2 separate regions of the Triticum aestivum genome follow, and region 2 is linked to region 1. A link is a contact called in public Hi-C data. All regions are on one chromosome and are shown on one strand. Each heading gives the region's core, a stretch centred on a gene start, on an enhancer-like site or on the middle of the called end of the contact. The rest is flanking DNA. Distances are from core to core; before and after follow the strand shown.

The links. A called contact is a pair of places that touch in the nucleus more often than the background predicts.
Region 2: a contact with region 1 is called in a Hi-C map of leaf, with 2.0 times the contacts expected there. The contact joins the enhancer-like site here to the promoter of LOC123086001 in region 1. A contact is called at or near these places in 2 of 5 Hi-C or Micro-C datasets (both in leaf).

Annotation. Positions count from the first base shown.
Region 1 is chr4A:300,023,998-300,029,723 of IWGSC CS RefSeq v2.1, forward strand. It overlaps LOC123086001 (E3 ubiquitin-protein ligase RNF25), which reads left to right and starts at 1,280. Exons shown (of 7, transcript XM_044507700.1): 1 at 1,280-1,582; 2 at 2,830-2,868; 3 at 3,721-3,858. The coding sequence starts at 1,436.
Region 2 is chr4A:300,061,024-300,066,804 of IWGSC CS RefSeq v2.1, forward strand. It overlaps LOC123086001 (E3 ubiquitin-protein ligase RNF25), which reads left to right. Exons shown (of 7, transcript XM_044507700.1): 7 at 1-263. The coding sequence ends at 60. Among protein-coding and RNA genes, the nearest start is that of LOC123086001, 39 kb to the left of the region's middle. Within about 2 kb of position 1,403, at least 1 of the 8 cell types and tissues checked has an H3K27ac peak or open chromatin away from gene starts, as enhancers often do. A contact at or near this core is called in leaf, where this site is marked.

The sequences.
Region 1 (5,726 bases), core at 30-2,529:
GCTCAACGCAGATACCAAATAACATTTATCTAGGTTCAACACTAATCTCAAAGATAGAGGGAGCGCGCGATGGTGATCACGTCAACCTTGAAAACACTTCCAACACACATCGTCACCTCGCCCTTAGCTAGTCTCCATTTATTCCGCAGCTTTTGTTTCGATTAACCAATATTAGCAACTGAATCGATATCTAATACCCAGGTGCTACTAGGAGTACTAGTAAGGTACACATCAATAACATGTATATCAAATATAATTTTGTTGAAGTTGCCAGCTTTCTTATCTACCAAGCATTTGAAGTAGCTCCGCTACCAGTGACCGTTTCACTAAGCAAAGGATTGCCATCACCCTGCACATAATTACCCAGAGCAAACTAACATGAACCCTACACAAGCTCACTACGGGAACCACCCCTAGATCTAGGGTTCCAACCATGATGTCAACCTCTGATTCCCAGCAAACAGGGAGCCAATGCCTACTGGCACATCATGAATTGCACGAAAATCAAACAAGAGGAACGAAGAATGATGAACGCAAACACCGACCACTGTATTTAGATTTCAAAAATCAAGTCATCTCTCCAAAACAGAGCATGAATCCCTACTAATGGGCGAACCATCCCCCGCGGCCACAACTCAAACGCAATCTGACCTAGCTACGCGCCGATGATTCCCCGCCGACGGGAAACAACAGAGCTTGCCACTACGCCTAAGATTCGTCATGGATTCGTCGCACAGAAGCATAGAGGAGGGGGCGAAATGCAGGGATTCGATTGTGATACCTGTGCGCGGTTCAGTCTCCAGCGACGATGGAACGGTTGCGTGCGCTACGACGACGACAACAGGCCACCGCGAGACTTCCACTGTCGTCTCGCCGCAGATTCAACCAGGAATCGCCTCTGCATCGCCGCGGAACCGCCACTCGTCGCGGCTCTGTCTCAACAAGAATGAGGAAGGGAAAATGAGAAGAAGAAATGAGAAAGAGGAGAAGACAACACAGAGAAAAACGGCTACATGCCGTGAAAGCGGGGAGGTGGTTATCGTACGTGCGTCTGGGCGGGCGGCAGTTCCACCGCATGACGAATCTGACAACCGCGCGCTGCGGGTCATGCCGGAGGCCGTTCGGGCAACGCTCTACCACCCGCACACCACACTATGCCTACCTGGCACGGAAGAATCTGGTTGATTGCTGTAAGATTCGCGTAATGTAGCGCGGGTGGACGAAATGCAAACTACTGTATTACACAGCGTTATCATTCGGGTTAAAAAAAGAAGAGCGCACCCACATGTGGCCCCGAGTCCAGAGAACCAGATCACAGATCGCTCTGGCGGCTGGGCCCCTCGTCGCTCGCCGTCCACCTGCTAGATCGTCGTGGGCAGGCGACCTGTGGTCCGCCTGTAGGCGAGAGTGAGGGCGTGGACAACCCCTGGAGGCAATGGCGGCGGAGGTCGAGGAGGAGGTGCGGCTGGAGGTGGAGGCGGTGGCGGCGGTGTACGGAGAAGACTGCCGCGTGTACTGCGACTTCCCTCCCCACCTTGTCGTCCACGTTCGCCCCAACACTGCCGACGACTCCTCGCAGCAGGTTCGCCTTCTCCACATCCCCTCCACATCTAGACCGGCTTCACGGTATCCGATCCCTCCGATTGGTTAGTTATTTGCGATTAACTACATGGCCCGTGCGGTTGATCGATTGTGAAGCAGCTAAGTCTGGAAGTAGTCAGCTGTGGTTAGTGGTGGTCGCGTTGCTGCTTCCGAACCCTAGCACATAGTAGTTTTTTTTTCTTTGGCGATGATAGCATACAGTGTTAGTCCTCTCGTTATTAGTTAAGTTATAAGCTACTAGTTCTCTAAGGATGTTTAGTGCTTATCGCGTTAGTTCTGATCAACTGCTAGGTTCTTAGTTACCGAGTCAGGATGCCTATGACCAGTTGTTATTATGTATGCCATAATCGTTCTAATGCTTCTGTAGAGAAAATGCAGTTCACATAAAAAAATATCCCCTTACAGAGTTATACTTAGTGCAGTGTGCGCAAAAAGCTTAATCGGTTTATTGTTAATAACCTTTTCATGTACTCCTTGATAATTCTTTTTTAAGATGGTAGTATTGTAAGTAGAAATTTAACTGTTTCATCAATGATATTTGCTCTTAATCAATCCAGTAATAATTAGTTTGAGCCAACAACCCATGCTACCACTGTAGTGGTAAGTTCATGTTGATACAGACATTAGGTAGTATTGCATATGATACCGAACGAATACATAACTGCCAGCTGCACCTACATTACTTCCACCTTGGTGCTGGTAAAGTGGTGGTGGCAGGGACGGGGTGTTTTTGGGAGGCCATAGTGGATGCGATCCACAAAGGGATAAATATAGGTTTTTCTAATGGGAAAAATGAAGGGTAAGTATGGGAAATACGGAATAAGGGGAGGTTGTGAGGAGGAAGGGGAGGCAATGGGGTGGCTAGTGAATGCAAAGTGGAAGCGACGTGAAAAGTTGTGGTCCTCGTATGTCAAGTCACAAAGAAGCCCACATTTGTCCTCATATGTATAAATATTTTGGCTCACTTCAATGATATGATAGCCAGTAATTGTCAGCATGTCCATGATTGGGGTTGAACAAATTAGGTTAAAAGCTGTTCTGTCTTCCTACCATGAGCTTTCAAGTGTTAATAATTGTAAGTTGTGGCATTAGTTTGGTTGCACTGTATACTTGATCTTGTTTATATATGAATCCTGTGTTCGCGGCATCCAATTGCAAAATTGTACTGTTGACCAATATCACCTTATCTATTTATTCGTATATTAATATCCGCTTTCTCCTTTTCAGTTCGTGGAACTCTTTCTTGGAATTAAAGCATCCTCCCAGGTATGAACCTGTTATGGGTTACCACCTTTCTAGATTTTGATATATCTCCCATCTAACTTCTTTGTTAATTTGAACTAAAACCACGACACTTATTTTGGAATGGAGGGAGTACCTCTCTATTTTGGGAACAGATCTTCAACTGATTGACTTGCATTGTTTTTCTTTATGTCGTGAATTCGAATAGGTTATATTTCCTTTGTTTCTCTTAGAACCTCGTTTCGTTATTTGCCTTGCTGTATATCCTAAATGTGTGCATCATTACTTGTCAGTCCATTCATTTTTTTTGCTTAGGAATAGCTGTACAATTATTTGGAGTTAAGTTGGCCAGCCATTTGAAAAATTATACACGTGAGTGGTAACTGCTTTTGTACAAGGTACATTATATCCATTTGCACTACTAAATTTCTTGATGACATGCATACATCTTGCTGTTTTGGAAACTGCTCCTTCTTGGGAATAATGCTATATCTTTCCTGAAATGGTTCACTGTATTAATGTCTTGAAATCAGTAAGCCAGTAATAAGGTTGCATTTCATCACATTGAGGCAACATTCTAATTTGTGCTATCGTAAGTTCAGAAGAAGGTGGATGAAACCTGAAGGATCAGCACCTCTTGGTTCAAACAACCTTTCATGTGTGTTATTTATTTTCTGGAGAAACTGCAAAATTTCATTCCAAGGCTGAATGCCTAAATGTTGATATCTAGCATGCTTGTAAATTTACATCATGAATCATTTTTATGCCGCTACCTTTCTCCCAGGATTTTTATCTCCTTAGTAAGTCTACCTGTTCACAATGGTTATGTATTGTCTCAATACTAATTCATTACATTTTATGGCATTGTACTTGTAGTATCCAAAAGAACCACCTCATGTTTATGCTGTGGAAAGTAAGGGCCTCGATGAGAATAGACAGGCATATCTTATTAGCAGTATCCAAGACAAGGCAAAAGAGCTTTCCTACTACCCAATGCTTGTGACTCTGTGTGAGGTATTTCCTTGTTTCTTGCATTCTGTACAGTAGACTAGCAGTGAACGAACAAGACTTGTTCCATATCATAATGTTCAAGAGGACTGCATTTAACTCAGAGTCGAAGTATTTGATAGTCGCATACGTGTTTGGAGTGCCCCATGTGTGTCGGGTCCAGTGTTGGACTGATTGAAATATTCAGTAGTACACACTCACAACATCAGGGAATAGCAATTTTAGAGGTTGATCGTGAGGAATTTCGATGGATTTCAGATACACCTAAAGGCCAGCCAGGAACACTGGCGGCTAGGGTTTACCCAATACAACCAGAATGACCCAAAAGTCTCAAGATCCATGGCTTTATAGCCTTATAGATAGCATAACGCAAATGAAAAGTAGAGGGAGCAAGTGAATAGCTCAGTGGAGCGTACCGGAAATTAAACAAAGATGTCTTGGGGCTTGGCTGCTGTCCGACTGAGGATCGACGTCACTAGCATCCTCTGTTCAGCTCAACATCTGCTGCTGCATGTCGGCATGGAGCCGGCGATCTATGGGGCAGTACAGCCCCTTCGCTGGTTCGGGAAGGGGTGGCGATCGACGCAAAGAGCAAACACAACGAGGGGCGCACGATCTTACCCAGGTTCGGGTCGCCCGGAGGCGTAAAACCCTACCCCCCCCCGCGCGCGCGGCAAGCGATGGGAAGAGAGCAGCTACATGAGTACCTATGCGTGAGGGTTGCCAAGGTTCGAATCCCTACTAATGTTGCCCTGACCCTCCTTTTATAGCTTAAGGGGTAACCACAGTGGCAAAAAGGTCATTACAGGGGTGATTAGACTGAAAACCATGCTATCATACCTAACTCTGCTAGTTGGGACAAAACACATTAAATGCGTCTTTCGGCAAAGTGGTAAGTTGATCAGAAGGACATCAGATGGCAGATGGACGACAATGGACAACTCCCGCCAAAGCGAAACGTTATTTAAACTTAACTGAACTTTGATCAATTGTCGACTCTTCAGAGTCCTCATGGCTGAAAGTGTGGAAACACCTTCTGGATAAAAGTTGTATCTTCCCAGGTTGCTTCGTTCTCGGACAAATTGCAACGTTTGATCAGCCATCTCCCCACAGGGATGCTGATTACCCCTTGATGGCGTGGGATCAGCTATCTTTCCAGAAGTTTCTCAGGCTCCAACATGATAGTTCCATCAGGGTGAAGGAGAGGCAGTTGTATGGGATAGCTTGGGGGCCCCCAATGGTTCATCAACTGATTTGTATGAAAAGTATGGTGTACTTGACTATCTTCTTGTAGGCGGAGCTTGTAAGACACATTGCCAATTTCCGAGAAACCTGAATGGTCTATAATATTTGGAGTGCAATTTCAGACATTTTTGAATACTTAAGGATGTGTGCCTGTAAGACTGGAGTTTTTAATGTACCATGTCGCTTACTTCCAAAGTTCTTAGTCCTCTTCTTATTTGCAAAGTGCTTCACCCCCTCGTGTGCTCTGAGCAAATTGTGTTTGATTTGGGATGCAGTTTGCTCAGAAGTGATAATTGAAGGTAAAATGTCCACACTATCAGTAGGGTAAAGAGCAGCTTCAGCCAGCACGTTTAGAGGCTTGTCGTAGAGAGCTTGAAAAGGTGTCATCTTGATAGCACTGTGGAAACTTGTATTATATACCACCATTCAGCTAATGGGAGCCATCGATGCCATTTCCTTAGTTTCTAAAGTACTATTCTCTTCTGAGTATTCAGTAAATATACTAATTCAGCATTGCTTCTTGCAAAGCTTGAGTTTGAGCTTGATTAGCAAGTTTATAAACTTTCTTGTGGCCAGCGAACCATGGTTCTTTGCATTTATAGCATATTCCTTCTATCCTTGCTTGTTGA
Region 2 (5,781 bases), core at 153-2,652, 37 kb after region 1:
CAGTGGCAGAGAAGCCAACCCGCTAGGCAACAGTGGCAGAAGAAAGATGCAGAAACTTGACAATAGCATTTTTGCAGCTCTATTTTATCGAACATGTATATTGATGGAGAGTAGGGTGGTGAAACAAAAGGGTGACAACTCATTAGAAAGCAGAGTGAGTTCATGCCACTGAGTCGAAGCCACATTTTGATGCAGAGGCAGAACATGTCCCTCTCGCGACCCGGTAGCCAACCAGGCCCCTGCTGCCACCGCAAATGAGTTCATGCGACTTGTTCTGGCCCAAATTTCGGCCGGCTGCCGCGCAGCCGTTTGATTGGCACTCTCCAAACTGTCCGATGCAACCCCTCCTTTCGTCTTCCTCCTTTCTTTCTTCCCCGCACATGTGCATGAGAAAAAAAAATAGAGGATCCCTGCGCTAGCCAGCCGCCTTGCGCTTGTCCTTGGCCGCCCCATGCTCGCCGGTGCCCCGAGCTGTCCGTGCTTGCCCTCGGCTGCCTTGCTCGCTGCCGACATGAGTTGTTGATGCCATTGGTAGCGAAGAAAACAAAGACGTTCCAGCAAAAATCAAGGATCCAGCAAAAAGATTGCGTAGTTCTAGCCGTAGTTCTAGCAAAACATGGATATGCTTGTCGCAAAAATATACGTGGTTCTAGCATCGGTGGACGTTGGTTCTAGCTTTGCAATAAACTAGTTGCAGCTCCGTTGATGAAACAGTTGCTGGAACCAGCAAAAAACACAGTAGCAGAAAAAGAAGTCAATGCAGCAAACCAGCACAAACCCAGTAGCAGAATAAGAAGTCAATGCAACGAAAAACCTAGCAGGTTCCAACAACAAATAATGGTGGTTCCAGCAAAAAAAACACGTCGACCGTGAGAGGCGCGTCTGGTTCGAGCACCGGCGGACGCTGGTTCCAGCTTTGCAATACATCGGTTGCAGCTCTTCCAGCAAAGATGACAGCAATCCGCCCCGTCGGTGGTGGCAGGACACGGCACCGGTGCTCCCCCATGGTTCCAGCACCACACTCTAACGGTTGCAACTCCACCAGGTGCGGGTTGTAGTACCACAATCCTTGCCGTGTGTTCCCTCTTCCCCATATGCATCACCATTGCATCTCTCATGGCGGCCACCTTGTGCACCGTGAGTCGCAATGCTTGCGCGTATGGGGTTGTTAGCAGGGGGGTCTACACGAGCTGCGGGTGGCCATCATTGGTGACGAGAGAGATGAGTAGTGGGCGGCTAGGAGTGATGCGGCGGAGTGGCGCGAGGCATCTGTGTGGCTCGTCGGTTGGATTGCAAGAGGGATTGAGGGAAAATGAGTCCACGAGCAGATAAGGTAGAGGAGATAAGGATGGGTGGAAGGGAGAGTAAGCGCGTAGGCCCTGGTACACACGTGGCTGCGTTGGGATGTTTTCTTGAGCGAGCGAGTCGAGGTGATCGGCCTAATCTTCAGCCGGTCTGCTGAAGGAAATATGCCTAAGAGGCAATAATAAAGTTGTTATTTTATATTATATTTTCTTATTGATCGGAAACTTAAATACATGTGTGAATACATAAACAAATACCATGTTCCTAGTAAGTCTCTATTAGACTAGCTCGTTGATCAAAGATGGTTAAGGTTTCCTAACCATAGACATATGTTGTCATTTGATAACGGGATCACATCATTAGGAGAATGATGTAATGGACAAGACCCATCCGTTAGCTTAGCATAGTGATCATTCAGTTTATTGCTATTGCTATCTTCATGTCAAATACATATTCCTTCGACTATGAGATTATGTAACTCCCAGATACCGGAGGAATAGCTTGTGTGCTATCAAACGTCACAACGTAACAGGGTGATCATAAAGATGTTCTACAGGTATCTTCGAAGGTGTTTTTTGAGTTGGCATAGATTAAGATTAGGATTTGTCACTCCGAGTATCGGAGAGGTATCTCTGGGCCATCTCGGTAATACACATCATAATCTTGCAAGCAAATGACTAAGGAGTTAGTCACAAGGTGATGTATTACAGAACGAGTAAATAGTCTTGCTGGTAACGAGATTGAACTAGGTATGAAGATACCGACGATCGAATCTCGGGCAAATAACATACCGATGGACAAAGGAAATTACATATGTTGTCATAACGGTTTGACTGATAAAGATTTTCGTACAATATGTAGGAGCCAATATGAGCATCCAGGTTCCGCTATTGGTTATTGATCGGAGAAGTGTCTCGGTCATGTCTACATACTTCTCGAACCCGTAGGGTCCACACACTTAACATTTGTTAATGATATAGTGTTATATGAGTTATATGTTTTGGTGAGCGAATGTTGTTCGAAGTCCTGGATGTGATCACAGACATGATGTGGAGTCTCGAAATGGTCGAGAGGTAAAGATTGATATATAGGACGATGGTATTTGGACACCAGAAGTGTTTTGAGACCTACCCGAAAGGAATCGGGTCATCAGAAGGGGTTCCGGGCACCCCCTGGCAAGTTATGGGCCTTATGGGCCAAAGGAGGGGACAGACCAGCCCACAAGGGGGCTGGTGCGCCCCCTCCCTTGTTTGGCCAGCCCTAGGGAAGGAAAAAGGGGATGGCCAACCCCTCCAGCCTTTCCCTCTCATGGGAGAAAGGAAGGGGGGGGGGGGCGCCACCCTCCCTGCCTTTCCCCGCACTCCAAATAAGGAAAGGGGGCGCGGCTTGGGAGGGACCCCAAGTAGGATTGCTCCTACTTGGGCGCCTCCTTTGGCTGCTTCTCCCTCCCTCCCACCTATATATATGTGGGAGGGGGCGCCTAGCACGCAACAGACAATTGCCTAGCCGTGTGCGGCGCTCCTCCACCGTTTACACGCCTCGTCATATTTTCGTAGTATTTAGGCGAATCCCTGCAGAGATTAGTTCACCATCACCGTCACCACGTCGTCGTGCTGCCGGAACTCATCTACTACCTCGTTGTCTTGCTGGATCAAGAAGACGGAGGACGCCACCGAGCTGAACGTGTGCAGAACGTAGAGGTGCCGTACGTTCGATAGTTGATCGGTTGGAGCGCGAAGAAGTTCGACTACATCAATCGCGTTGTTAAACATTTCTGCTTACGGTCTATGAGGGTACGTAGACATACTCCCCCCTCGTTGTTATGCATTTCCATGGATAGATCATTGCGTGTGCGTAGATTTTTTTTGTTTTCCATGCAATGTTGAAGAAGGTTAAAACAACAAACTTGATGACACACCGTTGTGGTTTTTGCGTAGGTAAGAACGGTTCTTACTTGAAGCCCGTAGCAGCCACGTAAAACTTGCAAAAACAAAGTAGAGGACGTCCAACTTGTTTTTGCAGGGCATGTTGTGATGTGATATGGTCAAGATATGATGTGATATATGTTGATGTATGAGATGATCATGTTTTGTAATATCGACAACCGGCAGGAGCCTTATAGTTGTCTCTTTATTGTATGAAGTGCAAGCGCCATGTAATTGCTTTACTTTATCACCATGCGTTAGCGATAGTTGTAGAAGCAATAGTTGGCGTGACGACCTCGACGCAATAACGCCACGATGGAGATCAAGGTGTCAGCCGGTGATGATGGAAATCATGACGTTGCTTTGGAGATGGAGATCAAAAGCACAAGATGATGATGGACATATCATGTCACATACTTTGATTGCATGTGATGTTTATCTTTTATGCATCTTATTTTGCTTAGAACGTCGGTAGCATTATAAGATGATCCCTTCACTTAATTTCAAGATAAAATTGTTCTCCCTAAGTATGCACTGTTACTACAGTTCGTCGTTTTGAGACACCACGTGATGATCGGGTGTGATAGACTCTACGTTCACATACAAAGTGTGTAAGATAGTTTTACGCATGCATAATACTTGGGTTAAACTTAACGAGCCTAGCATGTATACACATGGTCTCGGAACACTGGAGACCGAAAGGTTGAACATGAGTCATATAGTAGATATGATCAACATAGAGATGTTCAACATTGATGACTACCCCATCTCACGTGATGATCGGACATCGGTTAGTTGATTTGGATCATGTATCACTTAGATAACTTGAGGGATGTTTATTTAAGTGGGAGTTCATTAGTAATTTGATTAATTGAAGTTAAATTTATCATGAACTTAGTCTTAATAGTTGTTGCATATCTATGCTATTTTTTTGATATGTTCCTAGAGAAAACTAAGTTAAAAGATGATAGTGGCAATGATGCGGACTGGGTCTGTAATCTGAGGATTATCCTCATTGCTACACATAAGAACTATGTCCTTGATGCATCGCTAGGTGACAAACCTATTGCAGGGGCAGATGCAGACGTTATGAATGTTTGCAAGCTCGATATGATAACTACTTAATAGTTTAGTGTGCCATGCTTTATGGCTACCGGGACTTCAAAAGGTTTTGAACGCCACAGAGCTGAAATTGGTATTTCAGACTCATGTCCATGTCGAGACGTATGAGACCTCTGACAAGTACTTTTCCTGCAAGATGGAGGAGAATAGCTCAGCTAGTGAGCATGTGTTCAAAATGTCTGGGTACTACAATCACTTGAATGAAGTGAGAGTTAATCTTCCAGATAAGATAGTGATTGACAGAGTTCTCTAGTCACTATCACCAAGCTACTAGAACTTCGTGATGAACTATAATATGCAAGGAATGAAGAAAATGATTCCCGAGCTCTTCGCGATGCTGAAATCGGCGAAGGTAGAAATCAAGAAAGAGCATCAAGTGTTGATGGTTAAACAAGACCACTAGTTTCAAGAAACAGGGCAAGGGAAAGAAAGGGAACTTAAAAAAATGGCAAGCAAGTTGCCACTCCCGGGAAGAATCCCAAAGTTGGACCCAGCCCGAAACTGAGTGTTTCTACTGCAAAGGGCTGGAAGCGGAACTACCCCAAATACTTGGCGGATAAGAAGGATGGCAAAGTGACTACAGGTATATTTGATATATATTTTATTGATGTGTACTTCACTAGTGTTCATAGTAACCCCTGTGTATTTGATACCGGTTCAGTTGCTAAAGATTAGTAACTCGAAACAGGAGTTACAGAATAAACAGAGACTAGTTAAAAGCGAGGTGATGATGTGTGTTAGAAATTATTCCAAGGTTGATATGATCACCATCGCACACTCCCTCTACCATCGGGATTAGTGTTGAAACTAAATAAATGTTATTTGGTGTTTGCGTTAAGCATGAATATGATTAGATCATGTTTATTGTAATACGTTTATTCATTTAAGTCATATAATAATTGTTATTCTGTTTACATGAATAAAACTGTAACATCCCGGATGTAACATTCCATAATTGTAACTCCAACTCTTGCCATTTCCGGCAATGTTATATATTATATCCTCCGTGGTTGGGTTTTGTCCTTGTTTTGCATTTTGTTCATGTCATGCATTTCATCTCATGTCATCATGTGCATCTCATTTGCATTCGTGTTCGTCTCATGCATCCGGTCATTTTCCCCATTGCCCGTTTCGGAATCCGACACTCACACATGCACCCGTTGTACCTCTCAGATCTCGTTTCATGAGCGGGAAAAAACGTTCTCGGAATGGGCCGAGATTTATCGAGTGGCCTTGGTACACCACCGGTAGGCCACCTGTCAAATTTTGTTCCATTTGGAGGTCGTTTGATGCCCCAACGGTTAACCGTGTAACCGCCGAAACCCCCCTCTCTTTGCAGCCCAACACCCCTACATAACATCCCACTAGCCCATCTAAACCCCCTCCATGCTATCCGTCGTTGGATCACGATCGTGTGGGCAAAAACCGC